3 separate regions of the Sus scrofa genome follow, and all the other regions are linked to region 2. A link is a contact called in public Hi-C and promoter capture Hi-C data. All regions are on one chromosome and are shown on one strand. Each heading gives the region's core, a stretch centred on a gene start, on an enhancer-like site or on the middle of the called end of the contact. The rest is flanking DNA. Distances are from core to core; before and after follow the strand shown.

Region 1 (3,877 bases), core at 1,280-3,779, 410 kb before region 2:
ACTGATATTGACAGAAGAAGGGAGACTCAGATGCCAGGGCTGGAACATCCACCCAGCTCCAGAGAGAAGCCCCTCTTTCCACAAATCCCTACCATGTGCTGGTTCTCCACTGCCTAAGGACTTCATTAGCTTCTTGTCCTACCTATAGACCCTTAGATGATCCTGACACAAACATCGACCTCCCACTAGGTCCCTTGGATGAAAAATCTGGTTGGGGCTTACCTCTCCGCTTATAGCCCAAAATGCTTCCGAACGTCACCAGGGCTGCATAACCAAAACCAATCAGGTCCATTGGCAAGGTTTAACTCTATATAGCAAGAGGGAAGGGATGCATTTTACACAACAAGAAGACTTTGGGGGAGCATGTGTGTATAAAAATGATACGTGTTCCACAGAATTACAGAAATTAATCTCTCCAGTCTACTAAGAAGAGGGCACCTAGATCTTCACCCATCCCACCACCCAGCGCTACCCCAGTCCTCATCACTCTCAAGCACCATTTGAGGCGGCATCTCCTCTCCTGGTGAAGACCTGCTGTGCCCTCAGCTGTTTACTCCTTTCTACTTCCCCAGAAGGACTTTTGCCCTGGCTGTGACCCCTCCATCTCCACTGTGCACTTCCGTGCCTGGAAGGTCCCCCCTCCCTCACCTCCAATCCCAGCTCCCTTTGCACCTGTGCCCCATCTCAGACGCCCCCCGTCCCCCAACCTCCTTAACCGCTCCAGCCTGCACCGTCCACCTGGTCTGGAACACCTGCTCTTCTTCCCTCGAATTCCTTGACTTCAGCAGCTTCGCCTGATAATTCTTTCATATTTGTACAGATCTTTGTGCCCCCTCCTCCTCACACCAAAGAACAGGAAAGGGATAACATGGACGTTTGCTTATTGACTGAACCAAAGATCCCCTTTCAACATGTGCTTTGCCCTGGCTTTGCTGTGAGACAGCTCTCCCTTGGTGGCAGAGACATCCACGCTTAGTTCATGGTAAACCATTAAAAGACAAACGCAGTCCTGGCACGCACGAGGTTAACTGAGTGACCGTGACAGCCAATGTAACTCGCAGCAGTAGCTGAAACATCCAGGGGTGGGAAGTTCTCAGAAGTTCCACTGAAATCTTCCCAGGATTCTCTAAGACCTAGGAGAAGCTGTGCTGACCACAGGTGACTACTAGCGGCTACTAGTCCCAGAAGTAATTTAGGGACCTAATTTTCTCCTTAATCCAATCATCTGGTGTTAAAGGCCAGTTCTTCACCCTCCTCTGAGCTTCGCAGTTCTTCCTCTGATCCTCTTTTGAGGCCCCATCCCTCTACTTAGTGTAGAGTTACTTCTGTTGAACTCATCTCTGCCCTGGGCCAGTCAAACTTCTTGAGGACTAAGCTCAGGTTCAACTCATCTTCCTCTCCCACAGCGCCAAGCCCAATGCGTGCACAAGGCAAATGCTGAATAAATGAGTGAATGAGCTAGGGAACCAAAGCAATAACTTTGGCCTGAAGACATTCTGTAACTGAGCCACCCTCCGTGTAGCTCCACTGCCAGGAAAAAAAGCCCTTTATCTCCTCAATGAACTGAGTGTTGCTCTACAAAGACAAAATAATCTATTCTCAATCCTTGTAAGAAGTTTCCGTGCTCACAGCGAAAATTCACATAAAAAGCAATCCGCCCTGGCGCTCCTTTTCCGTAGCAGGACCGTATAACCTGCTTAGGACCACACAGTAAAACCAGAGGCTTGCGTTAGCCTGGGAGGGATAGGGGTGGGGACAATATGCCCAACGCATCACGTGCTCTCAGTGTCATCGGTTGCCCAGCACTCGGAAGAGCCAGAAAGCATCCTGGGTGCAATGCGGCAAAATAATTTACTGCACAACGTACAAAACCAGGTGACACGGCCCTGCCTTGCCCCTAGCCCTGCAAAATTTGACGAACCCACTAAGAGATTTCCCGCAAGTCATTATATAAAAAGCATTTTCACATGCTGAGGATCAATAATTACCTACCTTTTAACTCCTTGGGGCTCGAAAGACATTTTCGAGTGCAGTCTGGTTGGTGCAGGAAAGGTTTTAAAACCTCGCCAAGCATTTCTGTGATGGTCCAAGATCTCCACCCCCTTCCCCACCTCTCCGTAGCTCCAGGAACTCCAGGGAGGACAAGTGTCCAGGGAGGACAAATGGGAGATTCAGGGCCGTGGAAGGAAGAAATTCGGAGAATTCCCAGGCAGAAGAGAAGCGATACCCGGGAGAGCTGACCCCACCCCCTGCAAAATCCTCCCAAGGTTCTTCGCATTGTTATCTATTTCTGCGCCTTTGCATTAAATTACGGGCAGGAAGGTATAAGTTGCGAGACGTACAGCTCACCTGCAGCCCCAAGCTCTCCCCGCGGCTGAAAAGAGAAAAGTCGGGAGCCAGCTGCGGGAAAACTTCGTACCTGCAGTCAGGAAGCTGACCTCAAAAGCCTGCGCCTTCCGACTCTGGGCACTACTCTCCGGCACTGGGCGGGGCCGCTGATTCCGGGCGGCCCCGCCCCCCCTGTGCGCATGCGCCTCCCCCCCCACCATTCCGCAGCTCGGGTTTGTGTAGGATGGTTCTCCTTGTACCATCTGCAGCCCTCTCTGGCAATAGCATCCTAGGCCGCGGCCACCCTCGGTCACTCGCTCCTGCGGCCTGGCTTTCCGCCCTGGTGCCAGGATCTGCTGCTTTCTGTCGGACGGGGCGGGACTGACAAGCACTCGCAAGGAGTGGGTCTGGGTGTACCAAGAATTCCAGAAGGCGAAAGATTTTTAACCATGAAGAAGTTCCTTCATCATTCAAGGGGCATTTGTGGGATTTCTCCAGCAGCCTAGGCCTTTTATATACTCTCCTGTAGATTGTCCTCATTTTCAACGGTGGGAGCTAAGGTTCAGAAAGGTGAAAGGATTTCGTTGTCCTCAGGCTCAGCTCCTAAGAGAGGTGCGAGTGTTAGAACCCAGGCTGTCCAGTTTCGAAACCCGAGCAACCTTCCTTACACCGCCCATTTACGAGGTCATCTAGATGCGGAGGGGAAACCAGGAAACCGGTCTTATACTTCAAACCCAGGATTTGCTGGGCCTAAATACCAGAAGGGAAAGGTACACCATGCCAGAAGTGTAAGGCACTTGAAATCATGTCTAGTTTCAGGATAATCTATCCCCAGGAATGAGCTTTAGATTGATCTGGCATCGTGCCTTCTAAATACAACTTCTCATTTCACTCCAGTTTTGCCTTCTAGGCCACAATCCAGTAACTCCAACCCTCTCCCTTACATAACAGGCTGTCATCTAGGAGTCATCAAGTTGCTCTAGGGGTGCTTCGGGCTAGGAATAATAGAATTTCTTTTAAAAGGAAACCTAAGAATATACAGTAAATCTTGTGAACTTTGCTGAATCTACTCCTTCTGCTTAAAAATGCTTCAGGGAAGGAACGTGACTGTATCTAACTTAGGAGAAGCATAAGGTAGGCCTAGGAAGTTAACCAGGTTCCAGGAAAGTCAAGGAAGAGTTGATGGCAGGTGCTGGAATGTGGATGAAGGAAGTGATACCCTGGAGTTTGGCTGAGTGCTCCCAGCTCTCCTTCTCAGCCCCTCTAGGCTTTTGCAAAAGGGAGGATAAGGTTGAAAGCCTGACCCACTGACAGACTTTACTAGAATACTTAGCATTTTACTGACTAGCAACAGCAATTTTTAGATTTGTAGGAATGTGCTTCCATTTCTCCAAAAATTTCCACCCACTTCTTAGCCACAGGCTTGTTTTGATAGTCCAGCTGTTGTCAATCAGGTCCTGTGTATCTATAGATTCATCCTGAAGGCTGTCCTTGTCTACAGCATGCATCATTTGTAAACACTCTGAAGCACGCTGGATGCTGTCATATA
Region 2 (3,797 bases), core at 689-3,188:
GTCCTTTCTTACAGTTTGGAGGAGCAGGGGATAGCAAAGGAAACACACTTCTCTGCTCAAAGATCTCATGTTCTAACAAATAAATAACTGAATGTCCCTTATGGCTGAAGATAATGACATTAAGGCAAATCAAGTCTTCATCTAGAATTTATCCAGGATTAATTCTAAATGGATTTTTTTCTTTTTTTACAGTTTTCAAATTTGCCATAAGTTCATGCACTGTCAGAATGGATTTTCATCTTTATATGAGGAAATTAAAGCTCATAGAAAAGTATGTTTGAATCAAAGGTTTGGTTTTCATATTTTTATCTCTCTGGACTTTCTATTGCAAATGACTTGATTTCTTTACTTGTGTGAACGAAACTTCCTGGTTCTTTTAGTGTTTATTTCAAGCTGTTTCCAGAGCAGATAATATTGTCAACATTGCCTTCATTATATTCATAAAATACAGTTATGATCAAGTGATAAAGGCATTTTCAAGTTAATAAGTAATATATAATTACAAGTAGGTGCCTTATCTAGAATTCCTCTTTCTTTTTTTTTGCCTATTAATATAAACAAAAGCAAGCAGCCAGATAAAGGCCTTTTCCCTTTGAGTAAGGATCTATATATCTGCTCCCTAGGATGACACAAAACATACGGTAACTATAAACATGATAACTAAAGTATAAACTATAACAACTAAATAATACATACATACAAATAGATGGCATAGAAATTTTGTTTAGGCAGATTATACTTAAAATACTTAGCAGGGCATAGTGAATCCTGGAAACCTTAAAACATGATTAGTTAACTGAAATTTCAGATATAGAATTATCAGGTGTTTAGTCCTGTGCACTGAAATTAAGGGCAATGGGACTGCTCCTTGTGCATTCAGTGGTTACAAGGGTGTACACATCAAAAAATTCATTGAAATGGATGTAAGATTTGTGCATTTTACCTCAAAAAAACCCCCAAAATATAAACAAACTGCAAAAGACTAAAAAGAAAACAAACCAAAAAAACCTCCTGCGATATGCAATCGGTCTTTTAATTGTTTATAATTTCAGATTTGCTGTTTTAATTAATGACTGAAACTTAAGAGTGGCGTGAAACACCTTTTGTTTCTCCTTCTATTTAATTACCTTTCCATAAGCTAAGTTTTTAAAAAAGATTTTGTGAACTTCTCATAAGGCGAGAAAGACTTTAACTTACCCATTTGCGAGTAGGATGGTGTAGTAATTACGTCCATAATTTCTTACAAAACACGAGGTCATCTGGGGTGGGGGTGGGGAAACGTCGCGAAAATTTTTCTTTCACGTTCCTCTCTTCCGCGGCCTAATATTTTTGTGGGGTATTTCAGGCCACGGTATTCAGATAGCAAATGAGTTGCTGAACTAAAGAACCTCTCCCAAAGATGCTGTGATTCTATTCTCCACCCTAGATTCTCGAAATTCACTTTTTCCCCGAATGCCACTAGAGGGCGTTTGAAAAACCTATCTATAGCACAACTGATATATATTGGATATATTTTAAAAACGGTTTGCCTTTGTGTTTTTTTCTCCCTGCATGCTAAACTCACATTCTCTGACGTCTAGTCTAGTTTCAGTCCAATCGCCGGGCCGAGTTTCACTCAGTGGCAGGTCGGGGAACCGCAACCAGAAAACACCCGGTAAAACATTGAGGAAAAAGAGGGACGACTACGACTCCCAGAAGGCAGCGCTTCAGGTCTCGCTGGCTCTCCGGCTGCCCAAGGAGCAGGCTCTGCGAGCCTCCTCTCATCTCATTGGTCAGCTTTCCTGTCAGTAAAGGTGGAGTAAGGAGGGGCCCGGCTAGCACAGTTCCCGCCACTCGGAGGAGCCGCAGAGAAAACCTAGAGAAGAAGCCGTCCTCGATTGGATACTCGCTGTTCTCGCGTAGGAATAACCAGCCAATCAGAGTGTATATATCCTCCCAAATACCCCACCCCTTCCTTGGGGTTACTTTTGTTGGCGGGAAAAGTAGAGAGGTTTTCGCGCCGGGGCGGGGCTACGCTAGGCTCTTTCGCGCGGCTCCGCTGGCAGGAGTTCCTTAGCAGCGAGCATGGCCGGGACCGTGGTGTTGGAAGATGTGGAGCTGCGAGAGGCGCAGAGAGACTACCTGGATTTCCTGGACGACGAGGTAAGGGAGGGCTGGGTGGTCCAGGAGCCCCGGGGGCCGCACTGAGGCCGAGGGAGACCGCGGAGCTCCAGGCTGCGGCGGCGGGACGGAGGTTAGGGACCTTCCGCCCTGATCTTGTAGCCTTTCTGGCAGCGGAGTCTGTGGTTGAGAGCAATCCTGTGGCTTTGCAGAGTACAAATGATGGCCGGGTCTCGCGAAAGGCGCAGGTTTCCTCCAAGCGCAAACCAAGTGCAAAGGCCACGCTGACTTTTTTCACTCCCTGCTCTCTTAATTTGGAGGGAGGGTCGGGGAAGGACCGCTGGAGAACGGTGATGGTAGTGACCTGCAGACTTATAGGGTCCCCAGGTTTTAGTGGCTGACTTTCCTGCCGGAGGAAACGACTCCCTTATTTGGCCGCGTTCCTTTTTCCCTACCTTTTGGGACGGAGAGAAATAGTGTTGGCGTGCAAATAAGGGGGGTTTGTATGCAGTTTAAGATTGACAGCCACAGAATGTTGTTTAAAGCGTCTTGAAGGGTTGATAGTGCTCTGTTTGCGAATGTCCGGATATGGGAACTCTATATTATGCAGATGATTGGGGAAATAAAGTAATTCCAGACAAAATTCTGCAACGAAAAGTCACTTTGAGTATTAAAAGTCTGTTTAATTTGCATTTTAACAAGGATTTTACTTGTTCTTTTTAAATTTTTTTTTTAGTTTTTAAATATTTTTTACATTGAAGGCTAGTTGACTTAGTGTTGTGTTTCAGGTGTATAGCAAAGTGATTCTGTTTTATATATGAGTGTGTGTGTGTATATATACACATATATATATATTCTTTCTCAGATTCCTCTTCATTAGACATTATTATAAGATTGAGTATGGTTCCTGGGCTATACAGTAGGTCCTTGTTTATTTTAGATATATTAGTATGTATCTGTTAATCCCAGACACCTACTTTATTCCTTCCCCTTAACTTGTCCTTAATTCCCCAGTAAAGGTTGTGAAATGACTGCACACAGAAGAGCTATTGGTGATAATAGGAATTACAGCATGGGTCTTGAGGAAGTCATAATTCATACACTGGTCTCTTAGGTGTCTTTGGAATGTGAGACTAGTGAGTGAAAATGTGGGAGGAACTGGGATTCACCTCTGCTGCAGAGATTGATATATTTATCTTGCTGTGAGAGCTGCCTCTGTTTAAAAGCATCATATATTTGAATTTGTGGCCGTTGTGACATGTGGTGGTTCTTTTGCAGGAAGATCAGGGAATTTATCAGAGCAAAGTTCGGGAGCTGATCAGTGACAACCAGTACCGCTTGATTGTCAATGTGAATGACCTTCGCAGGAAGAATGAGAAGAGGGCTAACCGGTGAGTGGCTAGGTGTCCACCGCCACATCCTGGCCCTGAGTCAGAATGGCTCCCTTCTCTTCATTGGATTGGAGTAGACTTCCCAGCAGAGGATCTGGATGAAATGTTTCTGACCTAGAAGCCCTTAGTACCTCACCTGCTCTTATGTTTTTTACTTCTTTCCAAAGTAGGTGGTAGGCATTTTCCTCTCAAGAGCCCTTCCTACCGTGTTTAATTATATATCATGTCTCTGTCTTTGATAAGTTGAATTAAGGTTGGCCCTCAGTTCTGGTGTATTTTACTGGGTCTTGTAGGATGGCAGGAGAA
Region 3 (3,838 bases), core at 116-2,615, 300 kb before region 2:
GTTGAACCACATGAAATGCTGGTATTTCACTTTTCACTTATAAACAAATCATTTTCATGGGGTTCAACCTAAGGGATGTGACTGAGGTTGAAGATTTGAACACCTTTTTACAGATGGAAAATTGAGATGTTCCAGAGTTCTGGATCTTTCTGTTCGTCACACAACTAAGATCCATCTTTAAGAAAGGTCAGTCTTGATATTAAACTAGGCTTAGTCCAATAAAGACATGACTTCCACATTTCCTTAAGTCAGATAAAGGTATTAAAGTCTGAAACTGAAGTCAAGAAACTTAAGATGGAAAATTTATCTTGGAACTCCAGATAAGTCCAGACTCAATCACACTTCATACACTGTGCCATTTCTAAGAAATTGTATTTACTGAGAAGTGAAATAGCTGTGGACCTAATAAAAAAGAGACTAAAAATTAAATACTTTTTGCTCATTTTCTATTTGTGTACATCTGAAAAGTAATTAGTCGACTCCTTCATACTGGTAGGAATAAATCCAATATTTGCCAATATAAATAATGCAAAATACCTTTTGTTCTTTCCAGGAGTACTTTTAAAACTTAATATTAAACAGAAACTCAGCGAGAAAGTTTTCTTCTTCAGTGTTTATCCCTCCACTTCTTCAGATCAAATAATACCGAAGGCAGGCTTTGAGTAAAACGTGTAAAACTAATTTATAGTAGTACAAAGATCTCCAAAGTTAAGGGAGCAAAACTGCATCGATCTATCCACTCCCCCCACTGGAAAGAAAGCTCCCCGAAGGCAGGGTCTTTGTTTGCAGCATATACCCAACAATCTGAGCCATGCCTAGCCAGCGCTAGCTCTCAAAAAATACTTAGTTAACCGTCCATTCATTATCATCCGTGCAGGGCGCTCTGGCCAGCGAGGAGGCCGGCCTGAAACTCCCCTCCCTGCCCCGAACTTGGCGCTGCTCTCAGCCCCCAGGGCCACAGCCCGTACCCCCCGGAGCATCCGGCCGTGCGGCCCACTCCGCCGGCCAGCTCAGGGCCTCGTCGCCCTGCCCTTCCCGCGGAGGAAGGAACGGGCTCCGAGGAGTGGGAAACCCGGACCCACTTCCTGTCCGGGCAGGGACCGGCGTCCGCGCGCAAACACCGCCGACTCCCCTGGCTCGCCGGGCCGCCGAGCCGCAGCGGCGAGAACGCGGCGGGGCGCGGGCGCGGGGCCGGAGGAACTCGGCCGCGCGCGCCGCCCCCGGCCCCGCCCCCGCGCGTCCCCGGCGGCGAAAGGGTTAAGCGCGCAAGGGGGCGGGGCCGGAGCGAGTCCGGCGCGCAGGGTGCGGGCCGCAGGCTGCGAGGGGGCTGCGCTGGGGGCGGTTCCGGGCGGCGGGGGCAGGGGCGGGCGGAGGAAGGGGGCGGGCCCCAGAAGTTGTTGGGCTCCGGGCCGGCGGCGGGAGGGCGAGCGGGCTGCGGGCCTGCGGGCGGACCGGGCGGGGGCTGGAGAAGTTTGCGCTGCCGCTCGTGAGCACCGGGTGCGGGCCCCGCCGGCCGTGCGCGCCCGCTGCCATGGCTTTCCGCCGGAGGACGAAAAGTTACCCGCTCTTCAGCCAGGAGTTCGTCATTCACAACCATGCGGACATCGGCTTCTGCTTGGTGCTCTGCGTCCTCATCGGGCTTATGTTCGAGGTGAGCGACCCCGGAGCGGAGAGCGCCCGTCTCGCGCGCCGCCCGGCGTCTCCCTGCGAGTACCCGGGGTCCGCGTCTGCGCCTGGGTTCCCAGACGCCTTGTCGGTTCCCCGCACCCCCGGCTTTGTGCACTGTGCGCCCCTCGGCCTCCTGGGCAGCCCAGACACCGCCGCCAGCTCCGCGCCGTGCCCGCCCGCCCTGCTGTGCTGCCCCCTTAGGCACCCACCGTGCCCTGCAGCGCTCTCTGCAGTCCCGAATCTTAAGCCTGGCCTAGAACCAACCGCAGCGCTGCCACCCTGGCCGGACCAACGGAGGTTCTGCTCTGGTGTCCGGGAGCCAAGCCGGGAGACTCCCAGCCCCGCAGTCATTGCACAACTCCCCCTCCCAAGCGGCGTCTGCCAGCTCCTCTAGGCTTTTACAGTGGGAGGGACCCCGGCCCTTTTCCACCTCCTACCTGATTTTCAGGGTCTTTTGCATCCACAACTCTGGACGGTACTCAGGTACTCGGGGTGTTCACGTGTGGCTCTGGCTCTATCCCAGAGTGCCCTTCTGCGGTCCTCTTGCCACCCCCTCCTTTTTTTTTTTTTTTTTTTTTTTTCGTCCTTGCCCAAAAGGCCAGTTTTCAGTACCCTGTATCATCCCGTGGACTGTTCCGTTAGATCCATCTGTAATGGACCCAGAGCGTCTCCCCGTTACTGGAGCAAGGCGAGGGCCAGGGATTCCCTCTGCTTTTAGGGGAAAGATGATTCTCTCATAGCTCGGGGGGAGCGGGGGGGGGGAGATAGGGCTCTGCTGGGGACGGCTGGGGCAGGCCTCCTAGAACAGGGAGTTTCAGAAAGCCCCAATGCGGTCAGAATCCAAAGCAGCTGATGAGGACTCCCTACTCCTGACCGCCAGAAAGATGTGGTATTTGGAAGTGGGGGTAACTGGTGAACACTGAATATAGGGTTTGCGGTGGTCTGTCTTGTCTCAGGGGCCAGTTACCTGGGTGACACTCTGTCACTCCCACGTGGTCTCCCTTCTGCAGCACCTTGTCCTCCATTCTGGGTAAAATTACTGATCTGGATTCTCAGGGAAGAGTTAGGAAGCTGTATCTATCTATAAATTGCTTTCGAGATGGTTGATTCCTGGCATGGCTAATTTCCTCTTCCATGTTCCTCTGTCTCTGGGTTCCCTATCTACTCTCTAAGGATGACAAGGGCCTTGCTTGGCCAGTCAAGCTGTCCTTAAGCTGGGGACATTCTGGTGGTGGCTGAGTCAGGGTTGGATGTGTGCATGTGTCTTTGGCTGGGCTTAAGGGTCTGTAGAAAGGAACCCAGAGCCTAGGATTGGGGTCTGCAGGCTGCTTTACTCCTTCCTCCCGTGCCCACAGCTCTCGTGGTGTACCCAGGGCTTTGTCAAGCCAGGATCATCCCCCTGTCCCAGTCACTGATCTGTCACTAGTCTGATGAAATAAAAAACTGACTGCTGGAGTTCCTGTTGTGGCTCAGTAGTTAATGAATCCAACTGGGAACCATGAGGTTGCAGGTTCAATCCCTGGCCTCGCTCAGTGGGTTAAGGATCCGGCGTTGCGGTAAGCTCTGGTGTAGGGTACAGACGCAGCTTGGATCCTGAGTTGCTGTGGCTCTGGTGTAGGCCAGCAGCTACAGCTCCGGTTAGACCCCTAGCCTGAGAACCTCCATATGCCATGGGTACGGCCCTAGAAAATACAAAAAAAAAAAAAAAAAAAAAAAAAAAAAACCCAACCGACTGCAGCCTGTTTTCCCATCTTTAAAAAGATTAGTAAAACCTCTCTCTCACAGGGTCCTTGTAAAGCTCAACTGAAATCACATGAGCAGCAAAAGCCATAACAGATTCTACCAATGGTAAAAGCTAGTGGTTTGCTCCTGAAACCTTGTTTTTGTTTATCATAGTAGTAGCTTAGTGGGATAGCAGAGAATTTGTGTTGTGTACAGAGCCAATGCCCTCTGTATCTCTTTGCTGTCCTCCATTCTAAGAGGGCTCCCAGTGCCTTGTCACCAGTCTTGGAGGATGTGGTTGGAAAGACACACATGACAGCTGTGGCCCTCATAGCCACACACTCTGCAGCCAGCAAAAGCTCTTGCATAGCCTGGTGGGTCTCTCTGCTGTGTCTCTGGCAGTTATTAAGGACAGTGGCTCTACCTGCTTCATCTTTGCAAAAAAAAA

The links. Promoter capture Hi-C pulls out the DNA fragments that hold promoters and counts their contacts. A called contact is a pair of places that touch in the nucleus more often than the background predicts.
Region 1: a Hi-C map of embryonic fibroblasts shows a contact between it and region 2, with 2.7 times the contacts expected there. The contact joins the promoter of TMEM14A here to the promoter of MCM3 in region 2. A contact is called at or near these places in 1 of 5 promoter capture datasets (liver), 9 of 47 Hi-C or Micro-C datasets (alveolar macrophages, blood, brain and 6 more) and 1 of 2 datasets of contacts at active chromatin or transcription factors (alveolar macrophages).
Region 3: a promoter capture Hi-C map of fetal liver shows a contact between it and region 2, with 2.2 times the contacts expected there. The contact joins the promoter of TRAM2 here to the promoter of MCM3 in region 2. A contact is called at or near these places in 1 of 5 promoter capture datasets (fetal liver) and 1 of 47 Hi-C or Micro-C datasets (embryonic fibroblasts).

The regions. Positions count from the first base shown.
Region 1 is chr7:46,508,376-46,512,252 of Sscrofa11.1, reverse strand. TMEM14A (transmembrane protein 14A) reads right to left here and starts at 2,529. Exons shown (of 5, transcript XM_005666469.3): 1 at 2,420-2,529; 2 at 223-307. The coding sequence starts at 292.
Region 2 is chr7:46,102,566-46,106,362 of Sscrofa11.1, reverse strand. MCM3 (DNA replication licensing factor MCM3) reads left to right here and starts at 1,938. Exons shown (of 17, transcript XM_001924813.6): 1 at 1,938-2,142; 2 at 3,379-3,491. The coding sequence starts at 2,065.
Region 3 is chr7:46,404,510-46,408,347 of Sscrofa11.1, reverse strand. It overlaps TRAM2 (translocating chain-associated membrane protein 2), which reads left to right and starts at 1,365. Exons shown (of 11, transcript XM_021098825.1): 1 at 1,365-1,651. The coding sequence starts at 1,532.